Linked DNA regions of Sus scrofa: region 1 is linked to region 2. Evidence: chromatin contacts called from public HiChIP or PLAC-seq data. All regions are on one chromosome and are shown on one strand. Each heading gives the region's core, a stretch centred on a gene start, on an enhancer-like site or on the middle of the called end of the contact. The rest is flanking DNA. Distances are from core to core; before and after follow the strand shown. Region 1 holds the start of FLOT1 (flotillin 1). Region 2 holds the start of MRPS18B (mitochondrial ribosomal protein S18B).

Evidence for each region. HiChIP or PLAC-seq counts read pairs in DNA pulled down with a chosen protein or histone mark.
Region 1: an H3K27ac HiChIP or PLAC-seq map of alveolar macrophages shows a contact between it and region 2. The contact joins the promoter of FLOT1 here to the promoter of MRPS18B in region 2. A contact is called at or near these places in 1 of 5 promoter capture datasets (fetal liver), 16 of 47 Hi-C or Micro-C datasets (adipocytes, alveolar macrophages, blood and 9 more) and 2 of 2 datasets of contacts at active chromatin or transcription factors (alveolar macrophages and skeletal muscle).

Annotation. Positions count from the first base shown.
Region 1 is chr7:23,262,757-23,269,552 of Sscrofa11.1, reverse strand. FLOT1 (flotillin 1) reads left to right here and starts at 4,955. Exons shown (of 12, transcript NM_001128483.1): 1 at 4,955-4,997; 2 at 5,284-5,359; 3 at 5,446-5,536; 4 at 5,761-5,904; 5 at 6,258-6,377; 6 at 6,466-6,561; 7 at 6,771-6,796. The coding sequence starts at 4,955. IER3 (radiation-inducible immediate-early gene IEX-1) reads left to right here and starts at 2,648. Exons shown (of 2, transcript XM_001927551.4): 1 at 2,648-2,963; 2 at 3,060-3,993. The coding sequence starts at 2,685. The coding sequence ends at 3,251.
Region 2 is chr7:23,162,709-23,169,739 of Sscrofa11.1, reverse strand. It overlaps MRPS18B (mitochondrial ribosomal protein S18B), which reads right to left and starts at 3,426. Exons shown (of 7, transcript NM_001123140.1): 1 at 3,349-3,426; 2 at 2,089-2,197; 3 at 1,884-1,981; 4 at 1,688-1,756; 5 at 1-55. The coding sequence starts at 3,426. It also overlaps a transcript of PPP1R10 not described here.

The sequences.
Region 1 (6,796 bases), core at 3,706-6,205, 98 kb before region 2:
GGCTAGATGCAAGCTTGCATTCTTCTTCAAAGCTGGTGTCAGGCAGTCCAGGACAGGTTCTGGTGGTCCTTGAGGCTCTTTCACCTTGACCTTCTTTCTGAAATGAAGAATGCTTCATAAAGTAGTTAACATCTATTCATGGGCGAGGGGGGGTTAGAACTGCAGAAAGGCTCAAAGATATTGTTATATGTATCCTGCCCCAAGGCTGTTTCTTGACTGTCTCTCCATCCCCTGATGAGCAACTGTCTGAACCTGCCCTTTGGAACTCAGAGAAGGTCATGGAGGCTGAATGAAGCCTATTTCCTTCAAACAAGAAATGGGGGACACAGAAAAGCTTTTGTACCTGGGAGCCCCACAGCGTTCCTGCTTATTTCAGTCCCACGCAGTTCCCAGCTTAGAACTTGCCCTCCTTTGACGTCATCCCATGACCCACAAGCTCCACAGTTTAGCATCAAACCCAGTCCCCAGTCCTCTGGCCTAACTGCTAAGCTCTCCCCACCTCCTAATTCCTGTCCAGCCATCATCACTTCCCGCTGTTACTGAGCCCAAATTCGTGCACCCAAGGTACAGTGAGGCCAAACAAACGGAAACATCAGAGTTTGAAGCAGAGAAAGGTTTATTGTGAGTGCCAAGCAAAGAGAATGGGTGGTTCGTGCTCACCGGATGGTTTCCAGAGAAGAGTTTATTGGGGTTTTTGTTTGCTTGTTTGGTTTTTGGCCACACCAGCAGCATGAGGAAGCTCCCAGGCCAGGGATGGAACCCAAGCCACAGCAGTGACAATCGTTAACCTCTAGGCCAACAGAGAACTCCAAGGGGAAGTTTTGAAAGACAAAATTTGGGGTGAGGGCTACAGGGTGTGTACTTTCTTCTGCTGGTTGTCAATGACGTAACAGGGCGGTGCTCCAGGAATCCTGTCTCTGCCTGAGGTTACCAGCCTCCACCTGTGTGGCGCCTTAGTACCTGCGGAAGAACTCAAAGGTATATTTTATGTATATCTCTTGAGGAATATACACAGGACCCTGTGTTTTCTCTGCACTGTTGTTTCTTGACTGCTCCTCCTCTGCTTCTGCATTCCCTGCCTTCCCTAATTAGTAATTCTCTGAATCTGCCCTTTGGAACCCAGGGAAGGTCTAGGAGGCTGAAGCCTTTTCCCTACAAACAGGAAACAGGGGACATGGGAAGGCTTTTGTACCCAGGAGAGCCCCACAGGGTCCTGCTCAGTTTTACCACTATTCCTTTACTGGAAACTCACCATGAGATTGTTTTTCTTATGATTCCCCAAACACATCCTGTACTTTTCCGCTCAAGGCCTTTGCTGATTCCATTCTCTTTCTCAGTCATCTTCCACATCTGACTCTGTGGTATCCCCCCCACTGTTCAAGGTCCTTTCAAATGCCATTATTCCCTGAAGCCTCGCCTGATTGATTAGACAGACATGAACAGTAGTTCTCCTGGCATCTGGCATGCCCGGCTCCCCAGCACACATGAGGAAACTCCCCTTGGTACTCAACAGTACCATTTAACAGGAAGCCTGGCTCCATGAATGCTCAAAAGATGTTATATTCTGTGTCCGTGAACAGCTATTTCTAAGGCAGTTAAAGAAAATGTGTCAGTTCTCGAGTTATTGTCATTACCACATTTGCAAAATGTCTCGCAGTTTAAATGTTCCTCACATAAACTTAAATCCGGGTGGCTACTAACTTCTTGCCTTTGTATTTTGTGTCCTCTGCTCCAGCCATGTATGAACATTTGTGCACATTGCTGGGTTGCCCCTGTGTGGTGTCTGCACCTTTGTTCTGTGTATGCGTGTGTGTGTTGTGTGTATATTGAAGGGTAGCAGAATATGTCACCCCAAAATGTGCCTCTTTGGAGCATGCGGATTATTTTGAGCAGAAGGCAATCAAGATCAACAGACTCTGGAAAAGCTTTTTACCTCTCCCTTAACTGCCTAAATAACTTAAGTAGGGGGCCTGACCCAGGGAGAGATAGCTTTCATCTGCAAGATTTACCTGCTTGGCAGGGCAAACATCTAATTAGCAAACATCCTCCTGTGAATTACCTACCTCCCCTTCAAGCCCCAGGTCCCTATCTCATTCCTTAGCTCTGGATGGTTTATAAACCTCAACTGAATGACTGCCTTTGAATCTCAAGTCTTCATGGGCTCCTGTAAGCATGCAATTAAATTTGTTTTCTCTTGTTAATCTATCCTATGTCAATTTAATTATTAGACCAGCCAAAGGAGAAATTTTTCTGCCTCTGCAGTGTGGTGTGTGTGTGCCAGTGTATTGGTTTCCCTTAGGCTTTTTGGCTATTTCTGTAGTGACTTGCCTCTTAATCCCCACAGACGTGTGAATGTGCATGTGTAACTGTGGTTCTTTTGTTGGGTCAATATTGTAGCAGAATGGCCAGACTTCCTTATTTAAGCCTTCCTGCCTCCCCAGAGATGGGGCTTGTGGCTGAACCATCTCAAACAGTCTGTGGGCACCTCTCCAGCTGCTACATGTCCCCACATGTGTCCACAGCCCGGGATTTCACCCGCCTCCACTCACAACTCACAACACACACTTGAGGCCTTCCTTGACCCTGGCCAACTCTCCACCCCCTCCCTTTGCTTAACCGTCGGAATTTCCAGCCGCCCGGCCAACCGCTCTCAGCCGCGGGTGGAGTTGAGTAAGGGCCCGCCCATGCTCGAGTACATAACTGGCGCGGCGGGGCTGTGGGGCCAGTCGTCCTTCTGTTCAGCTCGGCGCACAATGTGTCACTCTCGCAGCTCTCTCCCTACCATGACCATCCTGCGGGCCCCGACCCCGGCCCCCTCCACCAGCCCGGTGCCCCGGCGAGGCTCTGGTCCCGAGATATTCACCTTCGATCCTCTCCCGGAGCCCGCGGTGGCCCCCGCCGCGCGCCCCAGCGCCTCCCGCGGGCTCCGAAAGCGCAGCCGTCGGGTCCTCTACCCACGAGTGGTGAGTGTCGGCGAAGCGGACAGCCCGGGGGAAGAGCAGGGTAAACCACTGGATGCCGGGGCCCTGACCTAACCCCCTTTTGTCATCTCCCCTCAGGTCCGGCGCCAGCTGCCAGTCGAGGATCCGAACCCTGCCAAAAAGCTACTCTTTCTCCTGCTTACCATCGTCTTCTGTCAGATCCTGATGGCTGAAGAGGGTGTGTCGGCACCCCTGGCCCCTGAAGACACCCCCAGCGCCCCATCCCCCGCGCCCACCGCTGCGCCCCCAGTTCTTGAGCCCTTAATCTGACCTCGGAGCCCTCGGACTACGCTTTGGACCTCAGCACTTTTCTCCAGCAACACCCAGCCGCTTTCTAACCCTGACTGCCCACACCCCCAAAAGAATCTGAAAACACAAGGAAACACCGGGTGTACCTGGTGCGCAAGAGCGTATCCCAAACTGGGACTCCTGAGGCAACTCACACTCAGAACACTACAGCGGAGACGCCCGCCCTGGGAGCCTGGGAGAGACAGGCACCGACACGCTGGGGCTGGGCCGGATGGGGAGGAAGACTGTTGTTAATTTATTTCTCATTGCTCCTAATAATATTTATATGTATTTATGTATGTCCCCCTAGGTGATGGAGGGGGGCACCTAATATTTATTTTAACTTATGCTGCGGAGCGAGATGTGCTCCCTGCTGCAAGTGCAGATCTCTGGGTATTTATTGAGTTCTGTGGGATTGGTGGAGGCAAGCACCAGAACTGAGGGAGGGTGGGAGAGGGATGGAGAAAACTCGGGTCCGGGCTGGGAATCGAAGACGGTGGTGGGTCCTAGGTTTAGCGGGTGACACTTTAGGTCCTCCAGCATCTGAACTCTCGGCTCTACTATGTGAGGCTTCGGGGGACCGTGGAAATATTGTCCTTGGCCTTCGATCTCCTTGAAGTTGCCCCCAAGGGGTGGCTGCGGGGGTGAGTGGGCTGTCAGAGGGCGGCTGTGGGGTCGCCCAGTATGTTCTGTGAACACAAATAAACTTGATTTACTGTCAACAGTCATGTGAGTGTCTCTGCAAGCGGTGATGCCCACTCCTCATAGACTTCAGGCTCCAGGGCCGGGCGGGAGGAGCCACGACCACATCCCCAGAGGGCTCTCCTCCCGGGGGCCCTGGGCTCCCGCCCCGAGACTCGAGGCTCGGAACCCAGCATCCGGTGACCGGATGCTGTCGTTCGTTGCCCAGTCTGCGGTATTCCCAGTTAGTTTCTGCGGGGCAAATCCGAGATGAGTCAATCTCTCACCCCGGGGTGCGGGACACACGAAGGTCACGTCCCGCGCGCTGGGGCGGAGCGTGGGGAGGGGCGTGAGGCGGGGCTCCCAGTCCCACTCGTGGCTCGCTCGGCCGCAGGGGTGGGCGGGGAACTTGCGAGCTGCGGGCCGGAGCAGGGCCTGCCGGGAAAGGGGCGGGCCGAGCGCCGGGGGCGGGTGGGGTGCTGCGGGGGGCGGGGTCGTGTCTGCCGCAGCAACAGGGTGTGGCCGGGTAGGGGGCGCGGGCGCCAAGCCAGATCCCGCTTCTTGAAAGGCCTTGCGCGAGCTTCCCCTGCTTCGCGCACGGGTCCCTTGCGCGCCCCCGCCCTGCCAGGGACCCCTGCCCGGCCGCCGCCTGCGTCCAGGAAGGTAGTTGGGGGAGGGGAGATGGAGTCGGGCTGCGGAGGAGCGGGGAGGGTGGTGCAAGGGTCTGGGGGCCTTTAGGGGCTGGGAGAAGGGAGAAACAGTCATTTCTGAAGGTGGGGCAGGGACAGCAAGGGGCAGGGAGCAGGCAGTCGCTGGGGATCTGCGAAATTGCACAGGGAAAAAGCCTTAGCGGATCCATGGGTGAGGAAGCGACTGGGCCGCTGCGGCCACAGACTGGGCGGGACTGCCAGGGAAAAGGAAGAGGTTTACTCCTGTGTACTCCACGGCGCCCCTTCCGATCTGCAAAGGCTTTCTATCCCCCTCCTCCAGCTCCACCTTGAGCCATGTTTTTCACCTGTGGCCCAAACGAGGCCATGGTGGTCTCTGGTAAGTATTGTTCTCATCTCATCTAGTGACCCGCACCCCCCTCCGTCCCTGCAGAGGCCCCTTCCTCCTCTCCCTACCAGCTCCCCAGCGCCAAGCCTTCCGCCCACACCACCCCTCACGGCTGCAAGCGATACCCTTCCAAGGCCCAGGCTCCCCGCCCCCTGCCCCGCCCGCTCCCGGATTTCCTCGTGGGGATGCCCCCCCGCCCTTGCCCAGTTCTCTCTTCCACGTTCCAGCTCTACTTTGGCCACCAGCCACCACAGCCCACTGCCTCTCGACCTTCCAGGTTTCTGCCGGAGCCCCCCAGTCATGGTGGCTGGAGGTCGTGTCTTTGTCCTGCCCTGCATCCAGCAAATCCAGAGGTAGGTGAGAGGAGAACTAAGGAAAGGGAACCCTTGTCTTCTCTCTTTCCTCCTTTTCACACTGTTCACTCCTTCTTTTTCCCTAGGATCTCTCTCAACACATTGACTCTCAATGTCAAGAGTGAAAAGGTTTACACTCGCCATGGGGTCCCCATCTCAGTCACTGGCATTGCCCAGGTGAGGCTTTCAGAGCCTTTCCCTCAAAGCCTACTCCCCTGTCACTTTCTCTATCCCCAGACGTTAAGATTCTTCTGACCGTGGCTTTCCCAACCTCTGCAGATGAGAAATGTCTCCACTTCTCCAGTGACTCCCAAGGCACCTGACTTCTCCCCACTTTTCTCCCAGCTTCCCCCTGGCTTCATGAGACCTTTAGGTTATCCCTAACCGTATTTTGGCTACAGGTGAAAATCCAGGGCCAGAACAAGGAGATGTTGGCGGCTGCCTGCCAGATGTTCCTGGGGAAGACGGAGGCTGAGATTGCCCACATCGCACTGGAGACGCTGGAGGGCCACCAGAGGGCTATCATGGCCCACATGACTGTGGAGGTGGGCCTGAGGGCCCGGAAAGATCTGTAAAGGATGCTGGGGTGGGAGTGGGGGGTTAAGGACTGAGCTAACCTGTAGGAGACAGTGGCCAGGGGATCCGAGCACTTACGTTCCTCCTTCCCTCTCTCGTGTCTTTTTTGTTTGTTTTTGCTTTTTAGGGCTTCGTAAGGAAGTTCCCGGGCTAGGGGTGGAATCAGAGCTACCACTGCCGGCCTACACCACAGCCACAGCAATGCTGGGTGCTTAACCCACTGAGTGAGGCCAGGGATCAAGGCCTAATTTTCATGGATACTAGTCGGTCTCATTACCCCTGAGCCACAACAGAACATCCACCTCTCTTCCTGTTATCCTAGGAAATCTATAAGGACAGGCAGAAATTCTCTGAGCAAGTTTTCAAAGTGGCCTCCTCAGACCTGGTCAACATGGGCATCAGCGTGGTCAGCTACACCCTGAAGGACATTCACGATGATCAGGTAAACCCAGGCAGTGGCTCCTCTCCACAGCCCTGCCCCCATCTCCTAAACCCTCCCAAGGACTCTGATTTCTCCATTGCTCCCACAGGACTATTTGCACTCCTTGGGGAAGGCCCGAACAGCTCAAGTCCAAAAAGATGCTCGGATTGGGGAAGCAGAGGCCAAGAGAGATGCTGGGATCCGGGTGAGAGAGACGGGGTCACTTGGTCACTACGGGCTTATTGAGTATCTGGTGGGAGAGGGGGCAGCATGGAGGCTAGAAGAGTGGGGGCAGCGAGGATATAGATGAGGCCAGGTGTGGGGCAAAGATGGGGAGCTTGTTGGAGAGCAGACTCTCTCCCCGGGGCCTTCCTCTTCCTACTCTGACTCCCTTCCTGATCTCTGCATGGACAGGAGGCCAAAGCCAAGCAGGAAAAGGT
Region 2 (7,031 bases), core at 2,177-4,676:
CATGGAAGATGATACCCGTGTGGGCGCAGACAAACTGCTCCAAGAGCTTCACGTTCTGTAGGGAAAAGTGGTGGAGAAACAAGAGAGGGAAGGGAAGGCAGCAAAACAGACATTTAGAGACTGACAGGGCACAGTCCCTGCACACCCGCCCAGAGGACCTGGACCCTGCTCTGTCTCTCCAGGTGCTGCCCTCCTTCAATGTCCAGTTTTAGCCCCATTCGCTTACTGAACACACTTGCAAACTTCCCCCTTTCCTGGCCTTTCAACCCTTTTATGTGCACATCAGACACTCTGTCACTAAGACTCACATAGAATTCTCTTCTGCAGGGGTTAGGGTCTAACATCGGCCCCTCATGCAACAAATTAGGGACAGTCTTGGCAAATCCATGAAATCACCCATAAAATGTAGTACATGTTATAAGGTGCATTTATAAATGATTAATGTATACAAAAGTATGCCTTGGCGTTCCCTTCGTGGCTCAGCGGTTAATGCACCCAATTAGGATCCATGAGGATGCGAGTGTGATCCCAGGCCTCGCTCAGTGGGCTAAGGATCCAGCTATGAGCTATGGTGTAGGTTGCTCAAATCCCGAGGTGCTGTGGCTGTGGCATAGGCCGGCAGCTATAGCTCCAATTTAATCCCTAGCCTGGGAACTTCCATAGACATGGGTGTGGCCCTAAAAAGCAAGCAAACAAACAAAAACTATGCCTTATGTAATTTATTTATTTACTAAGATTAGTTAAAAAGGTTTAATTACTAGAATGATTCTCAGCCAGCAATTAATCACAGGTGGTGAGATTCCCAAAGAAAAAGCAGGTTTACTTGTGGAGTGGGATAGCAAGCAGAATCATCTGCACTATTCAACCTTTCTCCCTTAGCCAGGCAGCTTACTATAAACTGTATACAGATGGTTATAGTTTGTACACAGCTGAAACTGAGAAGTAGCTCCTGGACTCCTCTACAACCTGCTTCTGAAGGAGCCTGACAGCAGTCAGACACCCCCTTCTGCTGACTGACACACAAATGCCCTCCAACTCCCCTGACGACCTTCTTAATACTTCTAAGCCCTGCAAACTCAGACGAGCACGTTTCCATTATCATAAGGTTTTTGAATCCTTTAAGGAACAGGTCCTGTCCTTCTCACACTGAAGTGTCTTTCTTTTTTTTTTAACATAACTGACTGTACCTTGCTTCATGTACCTGCCCTCCAGCCCCTAGTCTCCAGCATGCCACCGACAAAATAAAGAAAACCTCAGAGAAAGAACTAGTCCAATCTACTTGCTGCTAACTGTGATGTATAAAAATGAAGCCTTGGGTGTAGCCCTCCCATTAGAAACGAGTATTTCTCTTGCTTGCCAATTTAGACTATAAATTTCATAGGCAAGGGATGAAGGTTTCTTTTTTAATAGTGGATGAAGCTTTTTAGTATAACCCATAGCAGAGAGCAAAGGCTAGAAGAAGGAATGTTTCATATTGCCGGAAAGTCAATATAAAATGGACTTTGGGCACTCTGCTATACAGCAGAAACTGACACACTGTAAATCAACTATGCTTAAAACAAAAACAAACAAAAAACAAAAAAAACCCAAAAAACTTTAGTGGCACCAGGACATGAAGAGTGAGGGGTACCTAAGGTAATCTCTCTAGCACTCTAGGTCTTTATTCTGGAGAAAAGACTCTCCTTACCCTAAAGTCGACGTGCAACTTCTGATCCCGGCAGATGGGGCAGGGATTCCCAGCAACTTTATTTCCCCGCTGTAGAGAGAAGAAACTGGCAGGTGAAGATGTTCAAAGCCTTGTCTGAAAAAGTGCAGCTACCACTGCGGCTATAGCCTTCAGCCCCACTCCACATCCCATCCATGTGTCACCTTCAGAAACTCACAATACACATCTTTCGAGTCCGCTGTGGGGGTATTCCACCTTTGTGGTTGCGACGGTAGTCAGCCCAGACAGGGCGAGAACCATAGCGGTTCTGGTATTCTGAAATGAAAGGCCACTTAAGTCATGTCTGGGTGCAGGTGGTGGGGGGCATCTCTGTCCCTTTATTTCAGACCTGACTTGCCCTCCCCTCCCCCATGAAGAAGTACCTTCTGAGTCCAGATATTTCCAGGGTTCATCTTTATAAGGGGAAATGGGAACCTGGGGCAAAGAATCATCCTCAGGGGGAGCTTTGGTGCAAAGAGTCTGGAGGAGAACCTATAGAAGGAGAGTGGAAATGAGACAGTGAGTTCAAGGAGAAACCTGACTGGTTAGCTGCCAACAGTTCAGGGAGAAAAAGAATCTATACCCACTATGTTAATGAAATATATATGAAAGGTAGCGTTGGGTGGGGGGGTTAAGTTGACATCATTAACCACCAGTCTCCCTACTGTAACTGGATCTTCAGAGAAAGAGTCATGTTGGAGGGTAACTAGATAGCTGATGGGGAGGCAAATTTATTTGAGAAAACAACTCAAAAACGTGGCACATATAAGATACTCTGTCCTTTCTGGGACAGACCGAGTCTAGTGGAGAAAAAGGGAGAATGTCTTATCTTCTTGGAGTTAAGATGAATGGCAGGAAGGAAATGCAAAGACAGATGAATCTCCACTCAATCCGATCCTGAATCACTGAGTTGCCCAGCCTTATAAAAAGTTGAAGGTCAACATTCCATAGGACAGAATAAACTTGAGTCCTAACGCTACCTTTAAAGCTACCAGGCCTATAATTAACTCTGTGGTGACCCTTGTCACCAATTTTTAGTCCCACTGTAGGGAGTGGCAGCTGGGCTAAGCCTTCCCATCTCGCCCTGCCCCGCTAAGAATCTGCCCTGCCAAGAACCTCCAGGGGGGTAAGTACGTGAGGCTGGAGGGAAACCTCGACCCAAAGTTAAGCTCATGTATGCTCTGATGAGAAACTGATTCAGTGACATAAAGAGAGCCGAGACACTGGTCCCCAGGTCGTGAGAATGTGTCCTGGCTTTATTAGGCTATAGCAGGGCTGGTAGAAGTTAGTGTCTGTCCCTCAACCCAAAGACCTTACTGGGCATCGCAGATTTAGACATCGTCTGAACAGTTCACAGCTGGTTTGTGTTATGACCAAGGGGTTCATTCCATCTCTTAATTATTTAATCGAGATGGAAACTAGGGAAGAGGATACCATCCAACCCTGGCTCTTCACCCTCGACTCGAAATAAGAAAATGCGCGCAGTATCGAGGAACGAGAAGGGAAGAGAGTGGTGGAAGTAAAGCATTGCCTTGACAGCAATCGGGAAGCTCTCCGCTCCTGGATTCCCAGAAGTGGAGCGACAACCTAGAGAAAGTACAGTTTAAGTTTTGGGTTGTACAAAACGTGCTCCAAGGAGTTACCTGAACTCCGTAGGCACCTCTGAAGGGCGAAACGCCAGGAAGGCGCCTCAGCAACACGTTCAATATGGAGGCAGCCATCTTGACGTACGCCCAAAGCAGGAAAGGCTAGAAAGGCGACTGCGCATGCACCTGGAAACTGACTGGGGGTAGGGCCAAGGACGCGCCCGCAGTGCGGAAGACGGCCGCGCATCTGCGTCAAGACGGAAACGAGAAAGGGGGGCCATAAGGAGAAGGCAATTTCAACTGCGTCACAATCGAATTCGGCCTCAAAATTGCGTTTTTGCGGCACCAGTCACTACGATTCTTAGACCTCATTCTTCGAGTTTGTCTTGTAAGCAATTTTGAAGGAGATTTTGACCGAGATTCTCTCACTGCGCATGCGCCGGTCCGATTCTACCAACCCAGGGTGAGAAATGGTCTCGAGGGCGGAAGTGGTGGAAGCAGAGGAAAGGGAGGTGCTAGGCCGCCCGGTCACGCGCACGCGTTAGCGGGCCAGGAAGGAGGCGGAAGAGGGTGCCCAGGGGAAGGGGCTGAGCGAAGCCGAAGACAGGCTAGCCAATCAGCTGGCGAGTTGTCTTTCTGGTTGGCCAATGAACTCACGCCTCGCGCACAATGTCTCGCGACAAGGGCGCTTCACTGGCACGTTTGCGCGCGTTGGGCGGCGTCCGGGTATAAAAGACTCCGCCCGAGCGGGCAGCCGCCATTCTGGGGTTCGTTTAGAGGTAAGTTTCGCCTTTTTGTCGGTTGGAGGGTGACATTTTTGGCCTGGGAAACGGGTTCGGCCTAGGCTCAGTTGGGAGCCATGACTTGTGTTAAGCGGCTGTTTTCGGGATGGGACACAGAGGTGTTTGAGGGCAACAAAAACGGTATTTTGGGGCGTTTCCGAGCAACCCGTATTGATTGTATCTTTCTCCCTTTTGTTCCTTTTATCCCAGGTTTGAATTTTCTCGGAGAAAGACAGGCCAGCCACGAGGAAAAAAGAAACAAGCCGCAGCAACATCTAAGCCCTTGAAAGGATCCTGAGAGAGGGGGGAAAGGGAAAACAGCAGCCACCAGCCCAACCACTTGTGTCTTCTGCCCCTTCCCACCTATCTTGCCCACCCCACCAGCCCACGCTGCTTGGGACTTGAAATTGTGGCCGAAGGACCGTCACCACATAACTTCAAAAATAATCAACCACCCTCCCTTCCCAAACCCACTCAAATTCACTCATCCAGCGTTTACTTTTTTGAATCCACTCAGAACTTTTTTTCTACGACCCCCCTCCCTAAATGGAGTTGGGTGGGGGGGGAAATGAATACTGAGTTGGCCTTTATTTTTTTTAAAGAGACTTTTTGATCCAATGAGGCCCCGCAAATAATTGAGTTTTGGGTCCTGGTTGGTTGTTTTATTTTTTTCTCTAAAATTTTAACCCCCTCCCCCCCTGAGCCCGAGGTGCTGACGTCGCAAAAAAATTGGATAGTAAGTGTCGAATTTTCAAAAACCAGCCTTGCAACAAGAAATCAACGTTTCCCGTTGTGAAACCAAAAATAATGAGAGGACGAAATGAGACCATAGAACAAATAGAGAACTGGAGAAGGACCGATCCGGTCGCTTAATCTCCATTAAAAGGGCCTTTGGGTCTTAACAGTGGTGTTCTCTCCTCTACCACCTACCTCTTCCCTGCCCTGGTGCGGGCAAGGAGAGGGTGGAGGGAGGGCCAGCAAGTTAGGATTTTGATGGTTAACCCTTGGTAATCCAGCCAATTTCCAGACTGCCAAAGCCATAAGTGTTTACTTTTTTATAAAGAGGAATGGTTACCTTCCTCTCGTTAGCTGCAGTCTTCAAAAGGGTTAATGAGCTCACATACAAAAGATGGTGGATCTTGTGGCCCAGAAGTCCCACTTCTTTGTGTGTGAGACAAGCAGGGCGCCTTTCAATTTGCCAGATTAATAAGCAATCTGTACATAAAGATTGCAGGGTAAGGAGATGGGCAGAGAAATAGTAGTTGACTATGACTTTAAATGATTGTTAACTCCTCTCAATTTTGATGTAATTTGCTTGGGGTATATTTGTGTGCTTAATATAGGTGGCAATCTAGGAATAAAGATTGCAAGACACTTAATTCAGGGCAAAATATAGTCTTAGTGCCAATACATACAAGATAATAGTTGGGGAGGTAAAAAATGTCTTGTAATTGTTGCAGATTGCATAGGTTATTTAAAAGCAGAAAAAGTGATTAACATTTTTAACTTGATACTTTTTGGCGGGGGTGGGGGGGTAATACAGTTAAGTAGAGGGTGGAAAGGTTGGGGAAATGTGGAAATCAGGAGTATAATTTTAAAAGCCATTTAGTGCAATTGAATGCTAGCATTTTGTCGTTAAAAGGAATTTTTTTCTTCCCTGCTTCAATATGGCGACTTTCTTTGTCCTTTTGTCTTCCAAGCGGCGTTGCAGGTTGTGTCTTGACCCATTTTTCTCCTGTCCTCCCACCTCAACCCTATTTGTTGACAGGGGTCCAAGTCCTCCCCCTTTCCCTTTATAGGGAGGATGGGGGGTGGTCGATAGTAAGGTTGAACCTCAATTGCAAATTCAATTCTTCCCCGCAGAAAATTGTTCTTTTTTAAATATTTTAATTGCTTTTATTTTCACAACGCTCTTAACTGATTCAAAGTAGGTCAAAGGCTTCTGCACAGGGTGGGGGGCTGCTTTTTGGTTTTTCTTACTAAAAAGGGGTGATTTTTAATGTAAATAGCTACCGGCAGAGCTGGGGATAGCTTTTTAAGTTTGAGTCCTCTTCTCCATTACAAAATGGCGTCCCTGCTTCTTTGTTGTTTTTCTCCCCCTTTTGCCATCCAGAGCTTAGGGCCGCCCTAGAAACTTGGTCAAGGGGGAGGAGCAGCATTGAAAGGTGATGTAATAAGCTTTCTTCCTCCTCCCTCCACCCTCTTGAAACTCCACCCCGAGCTGATGCCTTCTGGACTCCTTATGCACGCTGCTGTTAGAACGGAAAAGGCTGTTTTCCTTATTTTCTTAAAATCTTTCATAGTCATTATCTTAAAAGCTTACAGGAATTAGGTCTTAAAAGCTGTCCATCTCCTTGGGCAATTCTTTGTTTTTGTATTTAACAGTCCCGAGCCTGTTGCTTTTATTTTCACCATTCACTCATCACCACTGCTTTTGGAAGTGTTCCTTGCTTTAGTTGCCATGGGTGGGAAACCAAAGAGCTATACTTTAAGTCTGGGAGCTTTTGGGGGGAGTGTGTGTGTGAGCGTGTGTTGGGGGATACAGGGGAAAGACACAGGGCTTGTGAAAGCGTAACTGCAGTAGGTAACTGGGGCCTAATGACCCTGAAATGTACCGTTTCTGCTCAGGAGCCAGCCCTTGGGCCTCCTGCATTTGGTCACTTTGTATAATGAGAACCTGGGGGAGAGTGGGAACTTGAGGACTTTCTTCTAAATCACCCTTATTCCCACCTCCGGGTTTGGGGGTGAGCTCTTTGTGTTCAGTGCTGTGTCACGTTCTCCAGTTGCTTAGCTCCTGTACATTGGTACTAGGATGAGAAGTGAATCTTTAGGAAAGGAGGCGGCAGTTGTAAACTCGAGGCAGGGGGAATCCAGCTACGGTTTCTGGTAAGCAAAACCTTTCTGGTACTACGTTTCACAACCTTCATTTCTTTTTTTCCAAAGAGCCACCCTTTGAAT